Regions from separate parts of the Sus scrofa genome. Here region 2 is linked to region 1. The links are chromatin contacts, called in public promoter capture Hi-C maps. All regions are on one chromosome and are shown on one strand. Each heading gives the region's core, a stretch centred on a gene start, on an enhancer-like site or on the middle of the called end of the contact. The rest is flanking DNA. Distances are from core to core; before and after follow the strand shown. Region 1 holds the start of CAMK2D (calcium/calmodulin dependent protein kinase II delta). Region 2 overlaps CAMK2D (calcium/calmodulin dependent protein kinase II delta).

Evidence for each region. Promoter capture Hi-C pulls out the DNA fragments that hold promoters and counts their contacts.
Region 2: a contact with region 1 is called in a promoter capture Hi-C map of fetal skeletal muscle, with 5 times the contacts expected there. The contact joins the enhancer-like site here to the promoter of CAMK2D in region 1. A contact is called at or near these places in 3 of 5 promoter capture datasets (fetal liver, fetal skeletal muscle and liver), 16 of 47 Hi-C or Micro-C datasets (alveolar macrophages, brain, embryonic fibroblasts and 9 more) and 2 of 2 datasets of contacts at active chromatin or transcription factors (alveolar macrophages and skeletal muscle).

What each region holds. Positions count from the first base shown.
Region 1 is chr8:108,911,436-108,917,569 of Sscrofa11.1, reverse strand. It overlaps CAMK2D (calcium/calmodulin dependent protein kinase II delta), which reads right to left and starts at 1,551. Exons shown (of 20, transcript NM_214381.1): 1 at 1,150-1,551. The coding sequence starts at 1,214.
Region 2 is chr8:109,141,606-109,148,096 of Sscrofa11.1, reverse strand. All of the region lies in intron 6 of CAMK2D (calcium/calmodulin dependent protein kinase II delta), which reads right to left. Among named protein-coding and RNA genes, the nearest start is that of CAMK2D, 230 kb to the right of the region's middle. Within about 2 kb of position 1,381, at least 3 of the 83 cell types and tissues checked have an H3K27ac peak or open chromatin away from gene starts, as enhancers often do. A contact at or near this core is called in fetal skeletal muscle, where this site is marked.

The sequences.
Region 1 (6,134 bases), core at 302-2,801:
GCGATTGTTTTCATTAAAATATAATTCTTAGGAACATTTGTGTGCGGTTTAACAAATCCTGCTATGGTGATTTCTCTGTGCCCTGTTTTGGGTTGGGGGAGGGGAGAGATTTGAATTAAGCTGCTCTTCCGACATATTCTCCATGTTTTAACAGCAGACAACATAAATACATAAGGGTATGATCCTCATTACATTTAAAAGATAGTTAACGTCCTTTAATTCAACTGTATAAAACAACAACACACACATAAATGCTTTCTAAAGTAATGTTGGAAACTAGCGGTAAAGAAATTGGGTTTGATGCTACACAAATTAACGTTCACGGCTCAGCCCTTAGGTTCCTTTTGCACAGGTTCTCTCTCAGTAGGTCTTCTCGCCCCTTCCTTAACATCACCAAGTAGTTCTGCCAGTCAGGTGTTAGGAGGTCGCTTTATACAACGCTAGGCTACCCCTGGGAAGCTCTCTCCCGGTCTCCAGAAGGCTTTTCCGCTGCCTGTATAAATAAATCCTCCCAGAGAATGCGAAGAGGTACACGTACATCCTAGGAAGGATGATGAAGAACGAGTAATCTAGTAAAGAATAATAGTGGATATGGGACGGGGGTCGGGTTCCTTTGGGTAGCCCTTTTCCTGGACAGAACAACTACTGGATGCGAAACAGACTCTAAGCCAAGTTGAACTTTCGGCATCAATAAATATGGCACCGTCTGTGGTAGTGAGTTCTCATCCGTACGTGGGTCTTGCGGCCAACACGCCGGCGAACGAGGAGGCATCTCTATTTACAGAAAACATGATCTATGTTGCATTTTACATGGGTTCTTGTTTCCTCCATACACACACACACATCTCAGGATGACAGCTACAACTGCAGGGTCGTAAATCCACTAAGTCAAGAGGGTGGGGGAGTGGGGAAAGGTGGGCTAAAGATGATCGGAATGGGCCATAGCCGGGATAGAGGGTCTTTCCCCTTCTTTGCCCCCTCCCCTTACTAGGTCAACACCTTCCTCCAAGCTGACACACCAGGGGCCCTGCCCCCTCTCCTCTAGTCTCCCAAACTCCCTCGCCCCACGCGGGAGCCGGTGGGTAGGGGGTAACACGACCCGCCCTCTGCTGGAAAGGGGACTTGCGGGTGCCGGGTAAAGGCGCTTACTTTCCAAGCTCCTCGAAAAGCTGATACTCGTCCGTGAACCTGGTGCAGGTTGTAGTTGAAGCCATCCTCGGTCCGGGCTGTCCCCCTGGCTGGGAGTGCGGCGGACAAGACGCGAGCAGACGCGCGGCTTCCCCGGGACTAGCCCAGCAGCGCTGTCACCCAGGGCCGCCCTCACTTTCCCGTCCGAAAGTAGCTCGCCGGCGAGGGAGTGTGCGTAGGGGCGGGGCGGGAGGGGAGAGGACCAGAAAGGGTGGCGTGGGGTCTCCTCCCTACAGTCCGCCGATCTTCCTCCTCCCGGCCTCGCTTCCTTCTTCTCTGGACGCTCCGCCGCTCCCTTGCAAGCCCCTCTCCCCAAATGCAGGGGCCAAAGTACTCAAGAAGAGGGGCCGGGAAATAGAAAACAGCCGGGCATGGGGCGAGAGGCGAGCAGTTGCGAAACGATCCGCACCGGGGCAGGAGGGGTAGGGGCGGAGGGGAGGGAGCCCGAGGGGGCGGAGGCCGCGGAGCCTAGAGCGGACAGCTCGAGCCCAGCTGCAGCTGTCAGCAGGCTCGGGCGCGGGACGCGCCGGGGCCGGCCTCCTTCCCGCGGGCACCTCGGCAGCCTCGCGCTCCCCACGAGCCCGCACCGCACCGAGACTGCGCGGCGAAAGAAAGAGCGCTCGGCTCAGGCGAAGCTTCGCCTGCCCTCCCCAGGCCTCCGCCTCCTCTCCAGCGCCTCCTCCTGCCGCTCCCTCCGCCTGCCTGTACCCCTCCCTCGCGAAGCCCCCTCTTGGCTGGTCCCACACCTCCTTCTAGCGACTCTAACCCTGTCCCTTCTCTTTTCCTCTGTCTCTGGGTCTCACACACGCGCGCGCGCGCACCCGTCTAGGTAGAGACCAGGTGGGTGGAGGAGGATGTTCAGGGGAGAAGCCTGGAGAGGGTTTAGGTGAATGAGTCGAGACGTCAAAATCACATAATTAAACCCGCAGTTAGGTTCCTGCCTAAACGTGGGGCTGATTTCGCTGCAAGATGCGAGTTAATTCAAGGATTGCCGAGGGCTACCGCCGGGGGTCTCTCAGAAACACCCCTCCCCCAGCCCGACTGTGGGCGCGGGGCACCAAGGACTGCTCCGAACCGCAGTGCCCTAGGTGGAAGCGGAGGGGTGCAGGCATTTCATCTCTACGCGGCTTCTTGTTGACAGAGCGGGGGCCGGATGTGGGCAATCGACTGCTTCCAGAGAAGCCCCCCCCCCAATGGCTGTCGCTCCCACACCTCCCAATGACTGTCTGGCCCACCCCAGCACGAGCCACGCCGCCCGCTACCAGGCGCCCAGAGCGGGGTCCCTCCCTCCCCTACAGCCTCTTCAGCGAGGGGCGACGCCCGCCGCGCCACGTTTCACTTCTGATATGACTGCCACCTCACTCTCCACCGCCCCCGCCGTTTTCTATGCTGGGTTGCTCAGACTCTGGCAATTCCCGAAGGCCTTCGCCTCGGCCATAAACGTTAACAGAATGAAAGGAAAAACTCCGCCACTCGGCCACACCTTCCCTTCTGAGTAACTCCCCGGTAACCTCAGTAAGTTCTGATAGTAAGGCTGTTTCTCGCGAGATTTTCTGCTCTGGTGGTGGGGGCAGGGTGGTGGGAAGGTTGGGTGTCGGTCACGCGACCTGGTAGGGACTGATGTCACTTGCATCACGTGAGCGGGTCGAGTCCCTTTCGCTTTGGAAAAGGAAAAGGAGCGGTCGCGTGTGCTTTGCTTGCAAGCTCAGAGATCTGGTCGGATAGTGTCACTTGAATGTACTACGTAAATGGCTGTCTGGAAAACCACTTGACAGTTTAGCCCTACGTTCTGTTCATTAGCATATATATTTGTTTACAGTAAATACGAGAAAAAATTTTCCCTTACATTTAAAATAGATGAATTGCTGATTGCTAAAACTACCCCTGGGCCTTCCTTCCAGCCTTGTGTCTTTAAGAAACTATGCATTTGCAAATTTAGAGGCAGACCAAAACCTAAAAAGTTGTGCAGCCTTTTCGAAAGCACTGCCTTTTGTTTTACAGCACGGGGACTCTAAAAACCTTGCAATTCTATTGGTAATTTGTTCATTGTTAGCATTACGTCAGGGACTCAAAATTTCACAGGTGGAAGATGAAAGATACCTAGGAATACAGAGAATCTAAGATTTAAAGAGATACTGCTTGCTCCCAAAGGCTGCTATTAGTGAACTTGTCCACCGGTCACACGTAATCCTAATTAGTGCCCTTATTTCCTGGCCCGGAAATGTTATTCTGCCAATAAATGAGCTTTTACAAAAGTTCTAAAAATGTTTACAATTTTTAATGCTTATAACAAAATTGGGCTTGTACATATTTTGATTCCTAACTGTAAAAAATAAATACTGTGTAAAATGGGATATTAGAAAATATGATGCCGGGAGTTCCCGTCGTGGCGCGCATCGGGAAATGAATCCGACTAGGAACCATGAGGTTGCAGGTTTGATCCCTGTCCTCGGCCTCCCTCAGTGGGTTAAGGATCCCGAGTTGCCATAGCTGTGGTGTAGCTCGCAGACCAGCTCGGATCTGGCGTTGTGGCTCTGGCCTAGGCTGGCAGCAACAGCTCTGATTGGACCCCTAGCCTGGGAACCTCCATATGCTACTAGTGCGGCCCTAAAAAGACAAAAGACAAAAAAAAAAAAAAAAAAAAAAAAGAAAAGATGATGCCAAAAACTATATGAAGACAAGCAACAACATGTTTAAATATTAATAATTGGGCTAGAAAATTGAGAGACCCATTTTAGTCCAGGCTAAAGATTTTTAATAAATATCTTAAATATTTAGCAATAGGGTTCCAGGTTATAATGTAATTAATATTCTTCACTGAATCTAAAAATGAAACAGAAGTAAAATTAAAGCAATAAATAAAGGTAATATACAATTTACAACTCTGGGAAGAAAATTGTTTTTTTTTTTTTTAAATTCAAGTAATGAGGCCTACATAATTACTGTATTTATCTCAGTTATTTAAACCACCCATAATTGTAAATGGTTATGATAATTATGCAATACAAGAAAGAAAACATAACTGCGTTTTAATACTAATGTATTGTTAGACAATAAATGTGTACTCAAAACAAACACTGCTTAATCTATATTTGCACTGTTCCTTGATCTATATTTTGGACTAATTAAAATTTGTATCTTATTTAACAAATACTGACAGTTATTTCTGTTTTTTGGACCTCCTTAAGACAGAAATCCTTCTAAAGTTACTCTGAAATTTCATTAGGATTGTCATCTCTTGTCTTCTTCCTGGCTCCTGCTTCTGCCCTGGCCTGCCTTCATCCCAGTCTCAGCACAAACAGCCAGAAGGCGCCCCTTACAGACTCAGGACAAACCATTCTTTTGTGCAAAAACTGCTGAAGATTTCAGCCCATTGCCATTGGACTAAAAAGAAAATTCTAGAAATGGCTTATAAGACCTTAGAGGACCTGCCCTCCACCTCTACTCCATGAGCCTTCTTGCCTCAATTTGTGTCCTGGCTCACTCTACTCCAACCACACTGGCCTCTGCTGTTCCTGGAGCATGCTCCTGATTAGGGACTTTGCATTTGCTGTTCTCTGCTTCCCAGAATGTTCATCTCTTAGTTATCCTCCCATCTCATTTCTTCACCTCTTTCCAGTATCTTCTCAAATAATTACCTTATTGATGTGGCCTTCCCTGACCACTCTCTCAATTACTGCAGCTCTTTCTACTAGCAGCTCAGAGTATGAATTACACCCAGATTTTGTTCCCCTTCAGGCAAGGACTTTGCTATTCCTTCACTAGGCAGTCATTGACCACCCACTATCAGAGATGGGGAAAAGAAGGGGTATAAACTCCCAAGGGGGTCAAGCAGGGCCCTCTGTCCTCTCAGGCTCATAGCAAGTGAAAATGGAAAGCCAAGTCCACTAGATATCAAAATGCTAATGACTTTGAAATCTTTATCTCCAAATCCCATCTCTCCCTGAGTTTCAGACATGTGTTGCCAGCTCCTATTGGAAATTTCCTCCCACACAGTCTGCCTCTACCTCTGATTCAAAATGTCAAAAATTAGTCTCCCAAATTCCCTCTCTACCTGCACCTCCTCCATATCTCAGGGAAACTTGAGCGTCACCTGTAGCAGTCCCTCTGCCTTACTGCCACAGCCAATTGCAAGTTCACATACTTCATGCCATTCCTACTAGAAATGCCTTCCTTTAGGTCATCACCTTTTCTCACTAGGATTAAGCCATTAGGTCACCCTTCTCTAGTGCCTTCACACCAAAGAAAGCTGTGTCTCTCCTCAGTGTAGATACCATTATTACCTCACTATATAGTCTTAGAAGGGGAAAAAGCCCCCAATCTTTAGTACACCTACCATGTATTTGCTGGTTTGGGCCTGGTTAGTTTTGTACACTCATCTCTCTTGTCCCCACCCCACCTCATGATTCCTAAACATTTCTAGAATTAATTATCAGTCCACTTCACTCCATTTCTCATCATTGGCGCTCAAGACGAAACCATCTTCATCTCTTAGCCAGTTTGCTGAAACAGTCTCCTTAACTGCATTGGCTGGGGTCATTGAAATTCTGCCTGAGGTAAGCATCTAACAATCTAGCGGCCCATTTATCTAAGCTTGGAGTGCCTCACCCTGTTTCTTCATCCCGAATTCCCTCAAGGGTGTATTGTCAGTGGACCGCTGCATTGGGTAGCACTGCAACCCTTGTACAACAGGATGATGAGCAATGCTTTTTGTTCTTTTGTTTGTTTGTTTACGATCCTCACCACCACTACTTTGCCCCCACCTTTTGGTCATTAATTTGGGAGGTTTGGGAGGCTAAAGTTTAGGAAGCATTTTGTGACCAATTCGTCCCATGGTGCCAGTAAGATTCATTCTTAGGTCAGGCAAGGATTTCCTTGGTAGGCCATTCATGTGCTATGTCTGGATTAGGCCTTGTTAATAACCTAAAAATTCTCTGAATCATCTG
Region 2 (6,491 bases), core at 132-2,631, 230 kb before region 1:
TGCCAATTTACAAGAAAGGTAACACCTGAGCTTATCACGCATGGCCTCTGAGTGACTGGGGCAAATATTCATACCTAGAGATGACCTAGAAGACCTCTCTGTAGGGCCTTGTGAGTCATCCGGGAAATAATACATCCATCTGGATCGGTGTGTTCACCTTGTACCCATGAAGACTGTTCAGCTGCAGTTATGCACAGGAAAAGCCATGGCTATTTCAAGGTTACTGCACAGATTTAAAAACTAACAGCACTGAAATGGCTTCATGTTTCAGCCTATCTTTTAGGCAAACCTAAATTAGAGAATTAGGGAATGCAAACTGAAAACTTAGGATGATTGTTGACTTTACTAAAGGATTCTCTGCTTTCTAAAAATGTTTTGTCACAAATTACTTCTAATGGCCAGCTTCAAAGAAACATTGAAAAAACCACACAAATTTGATTTAAATACAGTTCTTTGGAATGTATTTTTTTCTGAAAGGATATGGGAGGCTTAATCACAAGAACTCCTAAAGCAGCATTTAAACCAGCGCACCACACATTTATTCTGATTTTCTTTAATTACTACCCTTTCTATAACTTCCGACTTAAAAACACATACTATAAAAGTTTGTTGGCAAGTAGGTTAGTTCAGATTATGAATGTCTACAGAAAATAAGATAAGTGGGGGTTTATATTTCACAAAAGCTGAACTCGTAGAATCTCTCACCTAATCAATGGCTACTTCTTTACAAAGCATCACCATGACACTCTACTATTCCACTACTTTGATTCCCTAAAACAAATGAGAAAAGTGAGATCAGAAACACAGGCCTCCGGCACAGCTTGGGTTGAGCCTGGGGGCACAGCACTATGAGAGAAATGGGCAACAGGAGGATCTAGAGAGAGGGTGAAGATCTGGATTTATGTCCTGGGCCTGACCGTTATGAACTATGTGGATTTGGGTGACTCAGACTCTTGAAGCTACGTGGCTCGTTCTTCATCTCTCAAATGAACATTTTTAATATACCTTTTAAGCTCACACCAGTATATACAGAATTGTAAAATCCCATTGTATTTTATCACAGGAGCTCATCCTCTGTAAGGGACGATCTATGCATTAGTGACCAGCTATTACACTCCCACGCAGCTGGCCCTTTCAATGTGCAGAATGCTGAATGTTTGTAATGAATGTTCATAACTTGAGAAATGTCTATATTTCTAAATTAAGTGCAATCTATTATGCTAATATTTATACATTGAGATTATCTCTAAATTCTTATAATGCATCACTCTTTAGGTTGGTTTTTAAATAGATTCTATTGACATTCTCACACACAGGTTCTTTCCCCGCCCCATTGCTTCCTAATGATGCAGGATTTTCCACGACATCTGGTCTTAGTGTCAACAACCATTTATAGCATATCAGCTGTAATGAGCAGCAACTGTTGGCAAGTTATGTTCTGTACTTCCATATGGATACAATGGCAACTTCTTTCATTGTGATTTGGGATTCTCTTGAAACTGTTCAAGTGTCTCAAAGTACCAAGGCAAGTTGCTGGAATCACTTTTAGACCTGAGAGAGACTGAGAGATAAAATAATTCCAAGTCCTCAGCTTCCAAGTGAGATAGGCAGGTTCAAAAAGATGAAGCAAGGACTTGAGGCTAGATTGCCTGATCCCTTCCTTTTAAAGATGTGATACTGAGGAAACTCCTCTGTGGGTATACAGATCATTTATTTTCAAAAGGTAGTATATTTTTAGATATCAGTAGATATTTTTAGAAAAATTTAAGGCAGGCAAAAATATTTACTACCCATATTCAAATAAAACAGGGAGAAAGTTATGAAAAAGACCTGACAAATTTTGCTTCTCAAGAATCTCAAAAACACATCATGAGAATTTCTAAACTAGTATGATTTCACTTAGGAACTGATCTGGCAAAGTGGTGATCATCTTTAACATTAGTCATATTAATAGCTTCAACATTCATATCACAGATTTATTTGTGCACATACATGATACCTATCTAACCAGTAAAACTTAAGACATGGAATTTACATATGTAGTGAAATCATGTGTTTAACTCCTTTTAATGCTTTTCTCTTTATGAATATTATAAAACAGGTTATTAGTTTTATTATTCTACATTATTTGATTCTTACATTCCCTTGGATATCAGCTTTTAAGAAGTGAAATTTTCTTTTTAAATTTCTTTCCTTTATTGGATAGTCTCAATATCTCAATATGAAGTTAATCAGTCAGTGCTTTGATGTGTTTTTAGTCACTTTTCATTTGCCAAAGAAGGTGTGAACAAAGCTCCTAGGAATAAACTAAATGAAATTTTGCATAGATTGAAGAGTTTGAGTATCAGGCTTCCTCATGCACTTATTGGAGGTTCTCCTGTGCACACGGTACAAGCGACTTTTTTTTTTTTATTTTCACATGGCATGGATGCTGGAATTTACTCATTTATTTACTTACTTACTTATTATCCTTTTAGGACTGCATCAGGGCATATGGAAGTGCCCAGGCTAGGGGTCAAATCGGAGCTGTAGCTACCGGCCTATACCACAGCCACAGCAATGCGAGATCCAAGCTGTGTCTGTGACCTACACCACAGCTCAGGGCCATGCAGGGTCCTTAACTCACTGGGTGAGGCCAGGGATCGAACCTGCATCCTCATGGATACCAGTTGGGTTTGTTACTGCTGAACCATGATGGGACCTCCCGGATGCTTGAATTTATATACTTAGCAGGGGGGTTTTTCACCTGATGCATGTGCTGTAAATTTGTGATGAGGCAGTACTATATCTATGCTCATGCATATATGAGTGAGTTCTTAAGAATCATTCTGTATCTCATTCCTGTTTCTTGATTTATTTCTACATTCTCAGCACACAGGATCAGGTAGATTGAACCAGAATGTAACCATAGCACCACCTCACCCATTAGTTACTGTCTTTCCGCAGCCTGACAAACACTAAGTGCCAATAAAGAAACACTAGAACGACAGCATCAGTTATGAAATCTGGCACATAGTTTGTTTCTGATATGCCTAGATAAGCATTATGTACAAGTGACATGTTCTTTAAACTTACTGCAAAAAGATGGTTCTGTGAAAAGTGGAACAATTGTGATTTTATCATTATTAAAAGTGTGGAATTCATTATTTGATATCTCTACTGCTCATGGTGACAAGGACTTAATGCTTGTGACATTCCCAGAAAATAACTTCCTTTTTTCCTGGTCAGACATTTGATTTGATTTTTTATGAAATAGTCTTAAAAATCCTATCAAATCTCCAGCATTACCATCTTCATTAAAACATCTATATCCAGCCACCCATCTGCTCATCTAATGATTTTTCCATTAAATAGTACTGTTCTTCAGGAGGTAGACTTTTAGAAAGACAGTGTTTTCCATGGAGGCAACTCATGGGCGTGGATTTGTTGCTAAAAGATTCAGCTGTACATATGAAGCCTCCTATCCAGATAGTTCACCAAGTAGTTTAGTAACCATTTTTAATAGACTGTGAACTGAAGAAATGTTACTACTTTGTGTGAAATAGTTATTTGAAAAAGCTGAGCTATATAACTGTCTTCTTTGACTTCTTTCTGACAACTGATTCACAGAAATTGTATTCTCAAGCCTCTTAAATGGGAGAACACTTCTGATTTGATATTCTTTTATTTCTTGTGACATCGAGAGTTGTCACTTGTTATTGCAACTGCTTTTCAAGCTAATATATTTCTGGATGCAGTGCTTGTCTGATGGTCTTCCTTTTTTCTGGGAGGAACAGCACCAACACATTTTCCACATATTTTCAAGTGTTATTTAATTCAATGGCCTGTATATTCCATATACAAAGGGTCTATTTTTCTTTTGCTCTATAACATATTCCCACAGCTAAGATGGGGCCTTAGTAGGTGCTTGAGAAATGCTTGATCAATGTTTCTTCTCTTTTGATACCTGAATTTTAAGTGATCAGTTCACAAATACACCACACCAAGTTACAGTAATCCACTCTTTATAAACAACCTATTTTTAAGCACTCCAGACTGACTGTGTTGAGATGTGACCTAAATTTAATGTGACAAATCCATTTCGTTCTTCTCCAGGTCTCATTTTCCAAAGGCTGTGGTCAATGCCACCTTACTGATATCCTAAGTAAGGTATTTTTACTTTTTACATCTACCTTTTGCCAAATTATGCTGCCCTGCTGCTCCACATCATATCTTAAATACACTTTAATTTTCATAAAAATTTTGCGTAGCTCTGAAAATCCATAAGTGGGGATTATTTTCATCTCTTGATTCACTCAATTTAGACCCACTTTCCCAAATATTACTGGTAAAATTATTTTTCCCATCATTGTTTGGTCTCTAAAAGGGTTTTCAATTCATTCATCTAACTGAATTGAGAAGTGGTAGCGATTAAGCTCGCAGACCCTGGAACCAACTGCTTGGGTACAAACCCTGTCTTATTAGCTGAGTGACCTTGGATAAGTACTTTTACCCAGGGTTGCTAAGTCTCCCCTTATGCAACATGGGGAGCGTCATAGTATCTTCCCCACAAAGCTGTTCTGAAGACTGAGATGATAATACAGTGCAGGGTATACAGTAACTGCTTGATACATGGCAGCCTTTGCCATTTTTATTATTAAAGGTTCGGCCTTAATTCAAACCCTCTCAAAGACTAGAGTCATATCCTCAACTATATAATTATGTCATCACTGCTAGCTCTCCCTAATACTGCCTGAATCTTTGTCAACTGGCCTGACAGTGATGCCCCTCAGACAAAGGCTGTGGTCCATGTACCTGCCGGATTCCCCCTGGTGCTGACTGAGGGGCTGCGGTTATGCCAACACCCCACCACCCTGAACTTTCTCCCGCTGTTGTTTCTGGGACATCTGCAACCTACTGCCTGTGCCTTAGCCTTGTCTCTAGATCCTGATAACTTTCCATCTGGTGGATTCTACTGTCCACTAACCCTCAAGAGTGGCAGTTATTCAAATATTCAAGGACATATCTATATGCTAGCACTGTATCAAAGAGGATCTGCTTATCCTCTTTATTTTATTCAACATTAATTGACACAGCCAATTTTATTCAATGTTGTCTCATATTATAAATGTGCTTTTTTTTGAATGTCAATCATTCTCAAATGAAAGGACTGTGCTGCAAGTATTTACCAGGTAGAAAGTCCCATGGTGGGACAATACCTTAAATGGCTATTGTTCCAAGAGGGGTTTATAAACAAACTAGTTGCACAGGATCCATGTGCTCACACGTGCCTATGATAATGACGGTGAATGTAATACCTCCTGTGTTTTTATCTCACTGAAATGGACAAATTAAACTGTGCATGGATTAACATATGAATCATGATATGGAAACAGAAATATATGGCCTAATAACAGTATGGGCAACATTTTGCTTAAAGCCTAGTAATAAATTTCAGCAGTTGATATTTTTCGTTTTAAAATATTGGTAAATATACTATTATAAGTGGTGTACTTATCAGACTATGCACGGTGGCTATAAAAGACACCAAATGACACCAGCAACTGAGCACACACAGGGTGTGCACAGGCTGCCTCTCATGCAGAGCTGGGCCTCTCTTGGTATAGTTACCACCTGGCTTATTGAAACAGGCAGGAGAACTAGACTCAACTCAAGTTTATCCAAGTCAGCAATTTGACAACAATTACAGAAATCATAACAAGCCCTATCAGAAGTTCATCTCTGTCCTCTCCTAAAATCTGAGAACAGAAAGCAAGAACGCTTTTCTGCCTTGGAAGAAATCTGATGGGGGATGCAGCAGGCTATTTCTTTTGATCACAAGCCTCTCTGGAAATCACCTGCTTGAGTTTTTAATTAGCGACTTTAGCTCCTATGTCAGAAAATACATTTTTCGTCCCAGCCCACATCCTAGGCCCACTGCCGTCTCTGATTAAAGCTCCAGTCTTCGAAGGGCTCCGCTGAGTTTGGACACTTACAGAAGTACAGTATCATGACCTCACAAAATACATTTTAAAAGCTGTGGAAAAGAATTCACATTTTTCATCCTTGGCTTTTCCAGTACACTTATAATTACAGAAATGGAGTAAGACATTTCAAATGATAAATCTTTATTAAATATGGTATCTGATAAATAGCATCAATAATGTGTATGTCTATATAACTTCACTTAAACAAGAGAGAAGCACTGTGAGTTCTGAGAAGTAACAAAACAGGGCACTATCTTTACATTGGCTAGTAAGAAATTTTTGAAGTGATTGCAAAATATATGGATTTTCAAAGGAACATATTATTTTTTCCCTTATCCTGATGGGTAAATTTGGTAAGTGTAAGCAGATGGACACAGTGCTATCTTGGTTCCCCAAAAGAACAAGCCATTAACCTACTTTTCCTTTAGACATTTAAAGCTCTCAGACTAAAGCTGAAATCAAAGGAAGATTCTAAAAACCTAAGGCAATGTTTTGCTTACAAATCACATCTTCAAGTAACTCGTT